Regions from separate parts of the Hordeum vulgare genome. Here regions 1, 2 and 3 are each linked to region 4. Evidence: chromatin contacts called from public Hi-C data. All regions are on one chromosome and are shown on one strand. The core of a region is the stretch at or near the end of the contact, and the rest is flanking DNA. Distances in the headings are between cores, read along the strand shown. Region 1 holds the start of LOC123401289 (3-ketoacyl-CoA synthase 11-like). Region 2 holds the start of LOC123401970 (plastidic ATP/ADP-transporter-like). Region 3 holds the start of LOC123401343 (26S proteasome regulatory subunit 8 homolog A-like). Region 4 has its middle 95 kb from the start of LOC123403020.

The links. A called contact is a pair of places that touch in the nucleus more often than the background predicts.
Region 1: a Hi-C map of leaf shows a contact between it and region 4, with 2.9 times the contacts expected there. The contact joins the promoter of LOC123401289 here to the enhancer-like site in region 4. A contact is called at or near these places in 4 of 6 Hi-C or Micro-C datasets (leaf, seedling and an unstated tissue) and 1 of 1 datasets of contacts at active chromatin or transcription factors (embryo).
Region 2: a Hi-C map of leaf shows a contact between it and region 4, with 2.6 times the contacts expected there. The contact joins the promoter of LOC123401970 here to the enhancer-like site in region 4. A contact is called at or near these places in 2 of 6 Hi-C or Micro-C datasets (leaf and seedling).
Region 3: a contact with region 4 is called in a Hi-C map of leaf, with 2.7 times the contacts expected there. The contact joins the promoter of LOC123401343 here to the enhancer-like site in region 4. A contact is called at or near these places in 3 of 6 Hi-C or Micro-C datasets (leaf and seedling) and 1 of 1 datasets of contacts at active chromatin or transcription factors (embryo).

What each region holds. Positions count from the first base shown.
Region 1 is chr6H:179,913,728-179,916,427 of MorexV3_pseudomolecules_assembly, reverse strand. It overlaps LOC123401289 (3-ketoacyl-CoA synthase 11-like), which reads right to left and starts at 1,294. Exons shown (of 2, transcript XM_045095063.1): 1 at 978-1,294; 2 at 1-679. The coding sequence starts at 672.
Region 2 is chr6H:178,733,699-178,736,452 of MorexV3_pseudomolecules_assembly, reverse strand. It overlaps LOC123401970 (plastidic ATP/ADP-transporter-like), which reads left to right and starts at 1,461. Exons shown (of 5, transcript XM_045095836.1): 1 at 1,461-2,277; 2 at 2,463-2,726. The coding sequence starts at 1,561.
Region 3 is chr6H:180,037,155-180,039,854 of MorexV3_pseudomolecules_assembly, reverse strand. LOC123401343 (26S proteasome regulatory subunit 8 homolog A-like) reads right to left here and starts at 1,449. Exons shown (of 9, transcript XM_045095126.1): 1 at 1,108-1,449; 2 at 91-188. The coding sequence starts at 1,306.
Region 4 is chr6H:179,300,993-179,303,692 of MorexV3_pseudomolecules_assembly, reverse strand. No RefSeq gene overlaps it. Among protein-coding and RNA genes, the nearest start is that of LOC123403020, 95 kb to the right of the region's middle. Within about 2 kb of position 1,397, at least 2 of the 3 cell types and tissues checked have open chromatin away from gene starts, as enhancers often do. A contact at or near this core is called in leaf, where this site is marked.

The DNA of each region.
Region 1 (2,700 bases), core at 45-2,544, 610 kb before region 4:
GGCGGACAGTGACGGCGTCGGGTTGAACAGGCTGCAATTCACAACAAGAATCCCAATGTCCTTGGGCTTCACCCCGGTCTTGGCAAGCATGTTGTCGATGGCACCGAACATGCAGACCTGCGCCTCCTGGCGCGCCAGGTCCATGGAGGGGTTGGGCGGCACGGTGACCAAGGCAGGAGGGATGTAAGTGTCCTCGCCGAGACCGGAGCGCTCAAGGATCTTGCGCTGGAAATCGAGGTTAGCTTCGGTGAAGTTGCCTGTGAGCTTGGAGCAGCGCATGAAGGTGTCACGCGAGCACCGGCGCTCCGGGCCGGGCTTGTAGCAACCGAAGTCGACGAGGTAGACGGAGCGCGGGCGGGTGAGGAAGTAGACGGTGGAGAGGAAAACGAGGAGCGTGGAGCAGGCGATGACGGAGAGGAGGTTGAAGCGGAGGTGCGTCCACAGGTCTGCGACGTCGCCCGGAGAGAGCGTGGAGAGGTGGACGGCGATGAGCACGATGAGTGGGGTCAGCAGGAGGTACATGCCGTGGGTGATGAGGTAGTGGTACCCCAGCTTAACGTACTTGAGCCGCACCGACTGCAGGAAGTCCGGCAGGCGACGCGACGGCGACGGCGAGCTCGCGCGTTCGCCGGCGTTGGCACCGGCCGGCGGCGTGCTGTCCTCCATGGACATGGTGCCCCTGTGGATCCAGGAAACGGAGATTACGCCGGGCCAGAGAAAACGGCGGAAAGAAATTCAAAATGCGAGATCTGGCAGCTGAAACTTTTAACCCCTAGTTAATTCTAGACGGCAAAACGAATCTTGTATTCCCCCGGAACGAAGGTGCGAATCGAGATGCGTTTCGAGTTCATGGCCGCCTCCCTCCCTCCCTCGGCCACCCACGAAACAGTCCACGGCCGGTAATAATAATAATAATAATATTACGGTATGTAGAGTAATTCAGAACGGAAATGACAGAGACGGATCCCGAAGCATACCGCTCAAATGGCCGGAGCGACGATCAGTGCCACCGGACTCCGCCTCGGAGACGGCGCCGGGTCCTCCTCCTCCGCCGCCGCCGCGGTTGCCGCCTTCTGGCGCCGCACTCGTCTCTCTCCTGACCTTGCCGTCGCGAACAACACGGGAGGGGGAGGGAGAGAAGCGAAACGGAAGTCGGCGTTTAATAGATGGCACGAGGGGGGAACCTCGTGGTGGCCCACCCGTCGGCGACTGGGACGGCCAGCTTGGATGCAGCCGGCGGCTCGCGACGGACGGCTGGATGGTGGGGCGACGACCGGGGCGCCCGCGTCTGACTAGGCTGTTTAGTTGGGTACAGTTTAATGTACCCGTAAGGGCGATCTGTTCCGCGGCCACGTGGGGCCTCGCATGCGCTGGTTCGGTGGGCTGTGCGTGGGGTGTCTGTGACAGCTGTGCCTGATTCCATGCTTTGGAACGGAGAGAACGTGGTGGGAGCAAGCCAGCGATTGGAGTTTTCCGGCGGAACGGCCGGCCAGCTTTTGAACGCGATGTAACGACATCCGCGAATATTACCTGAGTATTTAAACAAAACACAGTGGTTTCTGTGAAAGAATAAAAGAAAGAGAGAGAGAGAGCAAATGATGGACAGTCATCTCATTGGTTGAAGTTTTGGGTATATATACCCCGGTGCAAAGGCGGTTTACAAGAAGCAGTGGCCAATCTAAGCAACCGACATAAGCAGGGATTATCTCCTAATTAATTTATTCCTAACACTCGCCCTAATCAATGCTTGTCTTTATAATATATATCATGTTGATAAAGACTCCTCCTTGTATGTGATTGCCTTCGAGAATGTTCATCATCTTTATTTTGAGAAATTGTTGTATAATCTTTAAAGTCTCCTCCAAAAACCCTGTGGGGAAAATATGAGGAGAATAGTGTAGATACGTTGCTGAAACTCCTTTAAACCTAATGGGAAAAATAAGGAGAAAATGATGCAACATATAATGATTATTGTCTCTTGATAACTCATATGAGAAAACCTTTGAAGAAGGAGAAAAAACATCTTTGAGTTTAGAGAACAATAATTATGTCTTGAGTACTCCCTTTAAAAACCTTGATAGGGAAAATAGAAAGTATAACATATGATCTTTGAGAAGATATTGCCTCACTAAAAACCATTATGAGAAACTCGAGAGAAAACTCATAAGGGAAAATAGTGCAATCGTACATGTCATTGAAAACTCCTTTAAAACCCAGTGGAAAAAATATAAGGAGAAAATGATATGGCATATATAGATACTTGTGTTTATATTATCTCATTAAAAACCTTTTATGAGAAACCGTTAGGAAAAACTCATCAAGGGAAAAAGAGTACAATATATGCAATTTGATGATTGTTAATAGGTTATAGTCTGGGAGATTACTCCCCTGAACTTTATAAATATGGAGTATGTCTCATACCAATGCCATTGACATGAGATTGTGTATAATCTGTTGGATTATCACAATATTTTGTTTGCAAATTATTTCCTCAACTTTCTATAATCCAGAGGACAAGTAATTTCTGAGCAATGTGATTTATGATATTGCTCTTCATATAACATGTAGGTATTGAGTAACACAAATGGAAGTATCTTGATAAATCAAGTTATGTGATTCTGATAATTCTCAACCACATGATTTTGAGTGTGGTTAATCATTCCGCCAAGCCATGCATATTTCGCAATGCTTTTAGATAAA
Region 2 (2,754 bases), core at 212-2,711, 570 kb after region 4:
ATAAACTTGTTACACTCTTGTTGGATGAACCCGCACCTATTTGAGATAGAGACCCACCCATGATTGCTCTCAAACTTATAGGATGGGAACTTCCTACATTCACGGAAGTATGTATGAACTCTCGCCCAGAATGTTGATCATTATTTCTCTGCGTCGACCTTGGGATCTTCGAATTTCCTTTCAACCTTTGCAAATTAATTTGTCCTCATCTTTTATGTATGCCTTGGTCCGGATACTTTGCCAGCTCCTCTTTTGTGCATTGGCTTGTTGAGTGATCTCATCGGAAAACAAAGGCTCCTCCTCGATGTCCACGTCATCTTCTTTCTCTTCGTCGTATTCATCTTGCCATTAATCGTCGGTGTCTTCTTGGCCTTCCATGAAGGTGCCAACCATGCCCTCCTGGCCTTGCGTGAAGTGGTCACGGCCGTCCTGCCTTTGGGTTTCGCCGGCATCGAAGTCTAGGCCACCCCCGAAAATGGTGTTCTCCATGATGAAATCACTGGTCGGGTCATCATATGTCACCATCTAGGCCAACGTATTGTCAAACAGGTTGCAAGCGTCGACCAGGTTGACCATAGGGATCTCCCTCGACCGCTTCCTTTTCGTCCCAATGGACGACCCATCGGGCACAGGTGTGGCGTTGAGGTCGATGGCCACGTTCACGGCGGTGGTCGACACGATCACACTCTGTTACACACGAGCAGTCCCTGAGTGAGGTGGAGAGGCGGGATGCACCCGACTCGTGCTGGGGAGGGAAGCCATGCGGTTGCGGCGTGGTGGAGGTGCGTGACGACTCCGGCCATGGCGGGCGGGCAGCCGAAGAGCCATGCTCGCCGTGAGGGAACCCTGGCATCTGAAGGTCCCACTCGTGGCCTTGGCGACGAGGGCCTCACTCTCCTTAATGATGGCCTCCTATCGAGCGGCGGTGGCGTCTTCTCTTTTGTCGGCCTCGACCTTCCTTCGACCAACCCTTTTCTCCGACTATATGGCTTGTTGCTTCGGCGTGAGCTCCTTGCGCAGGGGCAGGGCTTGACGGACACAACGACAGAGGGGTTTGATGTGTCGGCCATGGCGAGAGGGCGGGATGGTTTTGAGAGAGGGGGGATGGGTGGATGTGCCACCGACTGAGGGGCAGGCAGAGAACAGGAGAGGTGTCGCGCGCATCCGCATCGTATCTATATTGTTTTAAATCCAACTTAAATTTAAATTAGAAATGGATTGCAGGCGAAAAAAATCAGATAGTACGTTCTATTTGGGTCGGAATGTTGGCTTCTTTTTCGAGCTGTTTCGACTCATGAAGGTGCGGGCGATAAAAATGTGTCGACGCGCTCCAGTTGCCCTAAGACATCTGGTAGAGATGCCCTAACCACAATTAAGGTAGGTCGGATAATACCAATTTCGCACTAAGCCACTGGCATCTTCTCTAATCTCTCGCGAGTAGTGGCAGCGGGGCATGAGAGGAGTGGTATAAGAAAGAACCCTCCCCTGCGCAAACCCCTGCTTTGCCCGAGCCCCTCACCCTTATCTCCTCCATCCTCCATCCCGAGAATTTTAGCCCCCATGGAGTCCGGCCTCGTCGCAAGCCACCGCCTTCGCCTCCCGGCCCTCCCCTCCGCGGCCCATGTCCACCTCCTCCGCCACCGCCGCCTCGCGGCCACGCCTCTCCGCCTCCCCACCATCCCGACCCCTCTCCGCCAGCCCGCCGCGCTCCCGCTCCGCCCGTGCCTCAGGCCTCCCCGCGCCGCCTCCGTCGCTTCCCCCGCGCCGGTGCCCGGCGATGCGCCGGACAATTCCCGCAAGTTCCTGGGCGTGGACGCGCTCACGCTCAAGAAGATCGTGCCCCTGGGTCTCATGTTCTTCTGTATCCTCTTCAACTACACCATCCTGAGGGACACCAAGGACGTGCTCGTCGTCACCGCCAAGGGGAGCAGCGCCGAGATCATCCCTTTCCTCAAGACGTGGGTCAACCTCCCCATGGCCATCGGCTTCATGCTTCTCTACTCCAAGCTCGCCGACGTGCTCTCCAAGGAGGCGCTCTTCTACACCGTCATCTTCCCCTTCATCGCCTTCTTCGGCGTCTTCGGATACGTGCTCTACCCTATGCGCGACGCCATCCACCCCACGGCGCTCGCCGACCGCCTCCTCGCGTCGCTCGGCCCCAGCTTCCTGGGGCCCGTCGCCATCCTACGCGTCTGGAGTTTCTGCCTCTTCTACGTTATGGCGGAGCTCTGGGGCAGCGTTGTCATCTCCGTCCTGTTTTGGGGATTTGCCAATCAGGTACACCGTACACTCACTTCTCGTTTGTGCAGAATTGCTGGGTCCTCCGTTGTTCCAAAATATTGTGAACCACTAATAAGTACGTGTGCGTAGGAATTTATAAATTACTGTTTCAGAATCAGTCGCAGTAAATGATTCTGTACTAGTTATACAGTTTCTCATGTGCCCGTACTGTTGTTATATAGATTACCACGGTTGAAGAGGCTAAAGAGTTTTACCCACTGTTCGGGCTTGGGGCCAATGTGGCTCTCATCTTCTCTGGTCGCACGGTGAAATACTTCTCAAACATGAGGCAGAATTTGGGTCCAGGGGTGGACGGATGGGCTATTTCATTGAAGGGCATGATGAGCATAGTGGTTGTGCTGGGTTTCGTCATTGCCGGTATCTATTGGGGAGTGAACAAGTATGTTATTGATAAAACATCTCTGCCGGTCGAACGCAAGAAGAAGGTTAGCTTTGTTATGGTTTCTCTGATTT
Region 3 (2,700 bases), core at 200-2,699, 740 kb before region 4:
GAGCACTGATGAGATCTTACACTATGTACCTTTATCATATAGATAATGTGCAATAGTAGAAGGCAATGTGTAAAAGAAGAAATAATTTACCTTGACTAGAACCTTTGATTTGCCCATGACCTTCACCACCTCACCAACATAAGAGCCAGGCTCTTGGAGCAACTGTAGCTCTTCCCTGAGCATTCTAACTGCAAATAAATAAAAAATGAGACAATTTAGAGGGAAGCACTAAATGAATTTAGCTCAAGCAAAAAAGAAGTGCCAAACCTTGAACCAAGATAGGAAAAAATAACTTGAATCCTTAATAGGCATCATTATGGTACAAGGCAATATTGCTAAGCTGATAGACATCGTCATGGGACATAAAAAATAGGGCAACAGAAAGATCGCTTAATCAATTGCACAGTCCAGTTGTTCAAGAATAGTCATATTTTGGATTATTGGTACCAAACTACCAATAGTATGCATGCATTAGAGTAGCAAAAAGCGCAAATTTCTCACAAAAAAGCAATAGTAAACGCATAAAATTAGGAAAATTTGTTTATTGAGGAATAGTCATGTTTTGGACTATTGGTACCAAGAGTATGCATTAGAGTAACAAAAACACAAATTTCTCACAACAAAAAAAGCAACATTAAATAAATGGGTACAATTGGGAGAATCTAGCTATTGGAGAGAAAGATTTGGGCAAAAGATAAACAGTGTTCCGTTCCTCGCAACCATGAACGTTCATGCAACAGGATTATCACAGAAATACAGGAGTACCACTAGTAACTGAAACGCAGTCAGCCGAGAGGGAGTACGCCCATAATATGAGCAATTCGCTGCATGTTTTTGTATCAAAACAAAATCACAATAACTAGAAAATAACAGGGCATCTTCAAAGCTAGATTATTATTAACAAAAGGTGGTTCTTTTGAGAATTTCTACATATCGGCACAGCCAATCACCGTTTGCCCAGTGACGAGACTAAATATTCCGCATTTTGCTAAGATTACGTGCACAGAGTAAGCTAGGGTTTCGACTGACGCGATCCAATGGTTCACGCAAAAAGGCGCCATCGCTAGGGTTTGGGGGAGGCGCCAGGTGGAGAATCGAGTAAGGTACCTCGGGAGTTGAGGTCGTTGCGCTGGGCCTCGAGGCGGTTGAGGTTGTGGGTCTTCTGGCGGATCTGGAGCTGCAGGTCGTGGATGTGCTGCAGGTAGTACTGCCGCAGCCCCTCCCCTCCGCCACGCGCGCCCTTGGCCGACTCGTCGCCGGACGCGGCCGGCGGGGGCTTCGAGATGTCCATCGCCACCGTCGCCATCCCCGGGGTTTGGTTGGGTTTCTTCTCCCTGCGCTCGACGAAAGCTTTATTCCTCGGCCTCTTCTTCTTGCGGCGGAAGAAGAAAGTTTTTTTTTTCTCCTCGGGCCGGAAGCGGAGAGGGTTGTTTGGGCTGGGTCTAGATGCCGCTGGCTCGGTACGTTCCTTGCTTTATATAGTCCGTTCCTGCGAGGATGTGAGGCCAAGTCGGTGAGGAGGTGTGTGGATAGAGAGCCTAGTGTGGAAAAAAAGTTTTACATTATGGAACCAAGTAGATCTGTCCATGAACAACCCGGTCCGAAGGCTCGAACCCGAATCCCAACATTTGGGCCGGGTTCGGGCTCCACTTTCTTGCGTGAAGCCCGGCCCGAAATCCTGAATGAAGCTAAAAATGTACATATAAATGTTTTTAATTTAAAATATAGGTATAATAATTTATATAATATAATGAATAAGATTAATTTAATTTAAAAATGTTGTTGTTTATGTGCTTCGGGCCGGGCCGGGTCGGGCTTGGATGTGGGATCTTTCTTCAGGCTTTGCCAAGCTCGGCCTGAACCCGACCCGGCCCGATAAAATTTTTTTTGAACCGAGCATAACACCCTTTTCCATTACTTCAAACGGAAATACAGCAGTACCACAAAGTTTTGCCAACACAAAAACAGAGAAAAGTACTGGATACGCCAACATGCTCTCGCAGACTACCAGCTCTCATCTATGGAACAGCCGCTCGCCATCGAACCGACTGCCATAGCCTGAAAGCCACTAATCAAAGCAGAGCAGGGAAAAGCAGTCTCTAATACAGCAAAATCGCACGCATAGAACTTGACCAAATATACGAGCTAACAACTAGCAGGATATCCCCCACAGATCATCAAAGGACAGCGCGTTCATCCTCCTGCGATCCCCTGCCTCGCTGTCTCGCAGCGCTTCATCAACTGCATGGTATTAGTCCTCACCAACTCCGCACCAGAACGTAGCTCTCCTGCGTCGCCCTCCTGCTGCAATCCTGCCCAATATAGAAGGAATGAACACATTGAAAAAATAATCTCAAAGAGAGTTTTGATCAATTTACTTTCAAAAGTAGCTCTGTTCCTGGCCAACCAAAGAGCCCAACATACAGCTGCAAGCCCCACCGTATAATATTTTCCACCAGCAGGTAAAAAAGCATTGCACCAAGAATAATATTACCAGTAGGAATTAGGACAACTGTCAGTCCCCAAGGTGACCCAAATCGACCTCCACACGCCCCTAGCAACAGGACATGTAAAGAAAAGGTGTTGGGAAGTTTCCTTTTAACGACAAAAAGAACAGCAAGGATTCCCAGGCCAATTTTTCCTTTTCATCACATCTCTAGTCAACACCGCATCTTGAGACATCTGCCACATAAAAATCTT
Region 4 (2,700 bases), core at 148-2,647:
GGTTGACATGTCAACCATTGACTAGCCAACTGTTGGCTTGAAAAAAAGAATAATTCATTAATTCAAAAATATTCATGGACTTTTAAAAAGTGTTCACAAACTTTAAAACAATGACATATTAAGCCAAAAATCATTGAAATTAAAAAAATTCATAAATGTTAGGAAACAATATTGAATTTGAAAAAAGTTCATCAAATTTGAACAAAAACAGGTCATTAATCTTGAAAAAATTTCATGATTTTAAAATATGTTCATCGATTTTCAAAAAACTTCAAGAATTTTAAAATATGTTAATCGATTATCAAAAAAGTACACCGAACTAAAAAAAGTTCATAGATTTAGAAAAAAAATCGCGAATTTTAAGACATGTTCATCGATTCTCAAAAAATTTCACCGGTTTCAAAAAAGTTCACAGATTTAGAAAAAAAGTTCACGAATTTTAAATAAAAGGAAAAAAGTTTTGAAAAGGTTAATGGCTTTTAAAAAAGTTCATCGAATCTGAAAATAGTTCATCAAATTTGAATAAAAGTCCATCAACTTTGAAAGAAGTTCATCGAACCTAAAAAAAATTCAACGGAATAGAAAAACTGATTTTAAAAAATATCCAATTTCAAAATAGTTCGTCGAGTTTGAAAAAGTTCACCAAATTTGAAAAAAAGTTCATTGAATTTGAAAAATGTCCGTGTGTTTTGGAAAGAACAATCAATGAATTTTGAAAAGATCATCTGATTTGAGAAAAGGTTCACCAAATTTGAATAAAAACTTATCAAATTTGAAAAACGTTCGACAATTTTGAAAAAGTTCATCGAAATTGAAAAAATAATGGATTAAAACATTTCTTCGGATGTGAAAATAGTTCACCGAATTTGAAAGAAAGTCCATCAAATCTGAAAAAAGTTCATCGAACTTGAAAAATGTTCAACGAAATTGTAAAAAATAATTTAAAAAAGTTTCATGTGATTTGAAAATAGTTTATCAAGTTTGAAAAAAAATCATCAAATTTTAAGAAAACAAATCATCAAATTCGAAAAAACATACAACTAATTTGAAAAAAAGTTCATCATTTTTTTTAAAGAAATCATTAATTTGAAACAGAAACATCATACGAGAAAGATGAAGGAAAAATGGAAAAGAATAAAAACAGAAATGAAAAAAAGGACAAGGGAAGAAAGGAAAAAACACAAAGGAAGGGAGTAAGAAAAGGTGAAAAAGATGACAAATAGCGTATCAGCACGCGTGGCGTGATTGTTCCAGCGTCTACGCCTGATGGCGAGGTTGGCGGTTCGAGCCCCCTCATTCGATCTTTTTTTAGCTTTGGAAAATGGGAATATGGGCCAGCCCGATGCGGGAGCGCTACAAGCGTCCGTTTGCAAAAATGCACTTTAACGGGCGCCTGTAGCGTCAAATAGGAAACACCCCGCACAACACCCTAGTCGATAAATTATATGTGGATCCGCTCATACAAAGCATTACGTGCAGACGTGACGATCGAGCGGGGAGGCCCACTCCTATTTTTCCAAGGTTTTGGAAAACTTCTATTAGCTTTTGGTCGGTTTTGTGCTTCTGGTGTTTTTGTGTTTGTTTAGCCGCTTTTTCTTTGGCTAGTTTATTCCTTTTTTCTTCAATCGTGAAACCTTTTTCAAGTGAGTGAACTTTCTTATTTTAAAAAAATCCTAAACTTTTGTTGATAAGGGAACTTTATTCCAGATGCGTAAACATTTTTTTATTTCACGGATCGCAACTTTTTCATAGGTCACAAACTTTTTTCAAGTTTAAAATCTCAAACCTTTTCCGAATTCATAACTTTTCGAATTTGTGATCTTGTTCCAAATGCACAAACTTTTTTTGTTTCAATGAACATCTGGAAAAGCTGACGTTTAATTTGGTCACCAATCAAATTAGTGAATGGGTCAGAGGGCAACTAGTCAATTGGTTAATGGGCAAATCTTTGAACGGTTAAATGAGAATAATTAGTAGAGGCAGCACGATCGGGCTGCATCTCATGAAACTGGTTGTAATGGAGAGTGTCATATATTAGCATCATGCATATGATACTATTATATGATACTATGTTCGTAATGCATAGTATTATATAATAGTATCATAGAACAGTTTATTTATTGCCATGTATGATACATAGTAGCACAACATTTAATATGATACGGTATCATAATATGATACTTAATCCCTTTTTTCTTTATTTAATTTTATGCTACCTTATCAAATATGTCTAGTTGATATGCATGATACTACTTATGATACTAGCATTACGACCAGCCTGAAGGGGAGCTACGGGCGTTGCACAAATTACGTGACGTTGAAGTTTCAAAATAGGACGGAAAATCCTTGGAATCCTATTTTCCGCAAGTGTTACCCGGGAGCAACCTAGCGCTTACCGACCTCACGCGCGGGTGTCTTATGTGCCGACCCCCTTGTGGGGATTTTTCTCCTTTCGTTTTTCCTTCCTTTTCTTTTTTCTGTTTTTTTTCTTTCCTTTTTTGTCTTCTTTTTCATTTTATATTGTTCTTCTTTACAATTTTCACCTTTTGAACAAAAATTATTCATCGAATTCAAAGTTTGTTCATCGGTTTAAAAAATGTCATCATTAACTTGTTCACGGAGTTAAAAACAATGTTAATCAAATTCAATATTTGTTCATCAATTCTCAAATATATTCATTAAATTCATTTTTTAATTCAG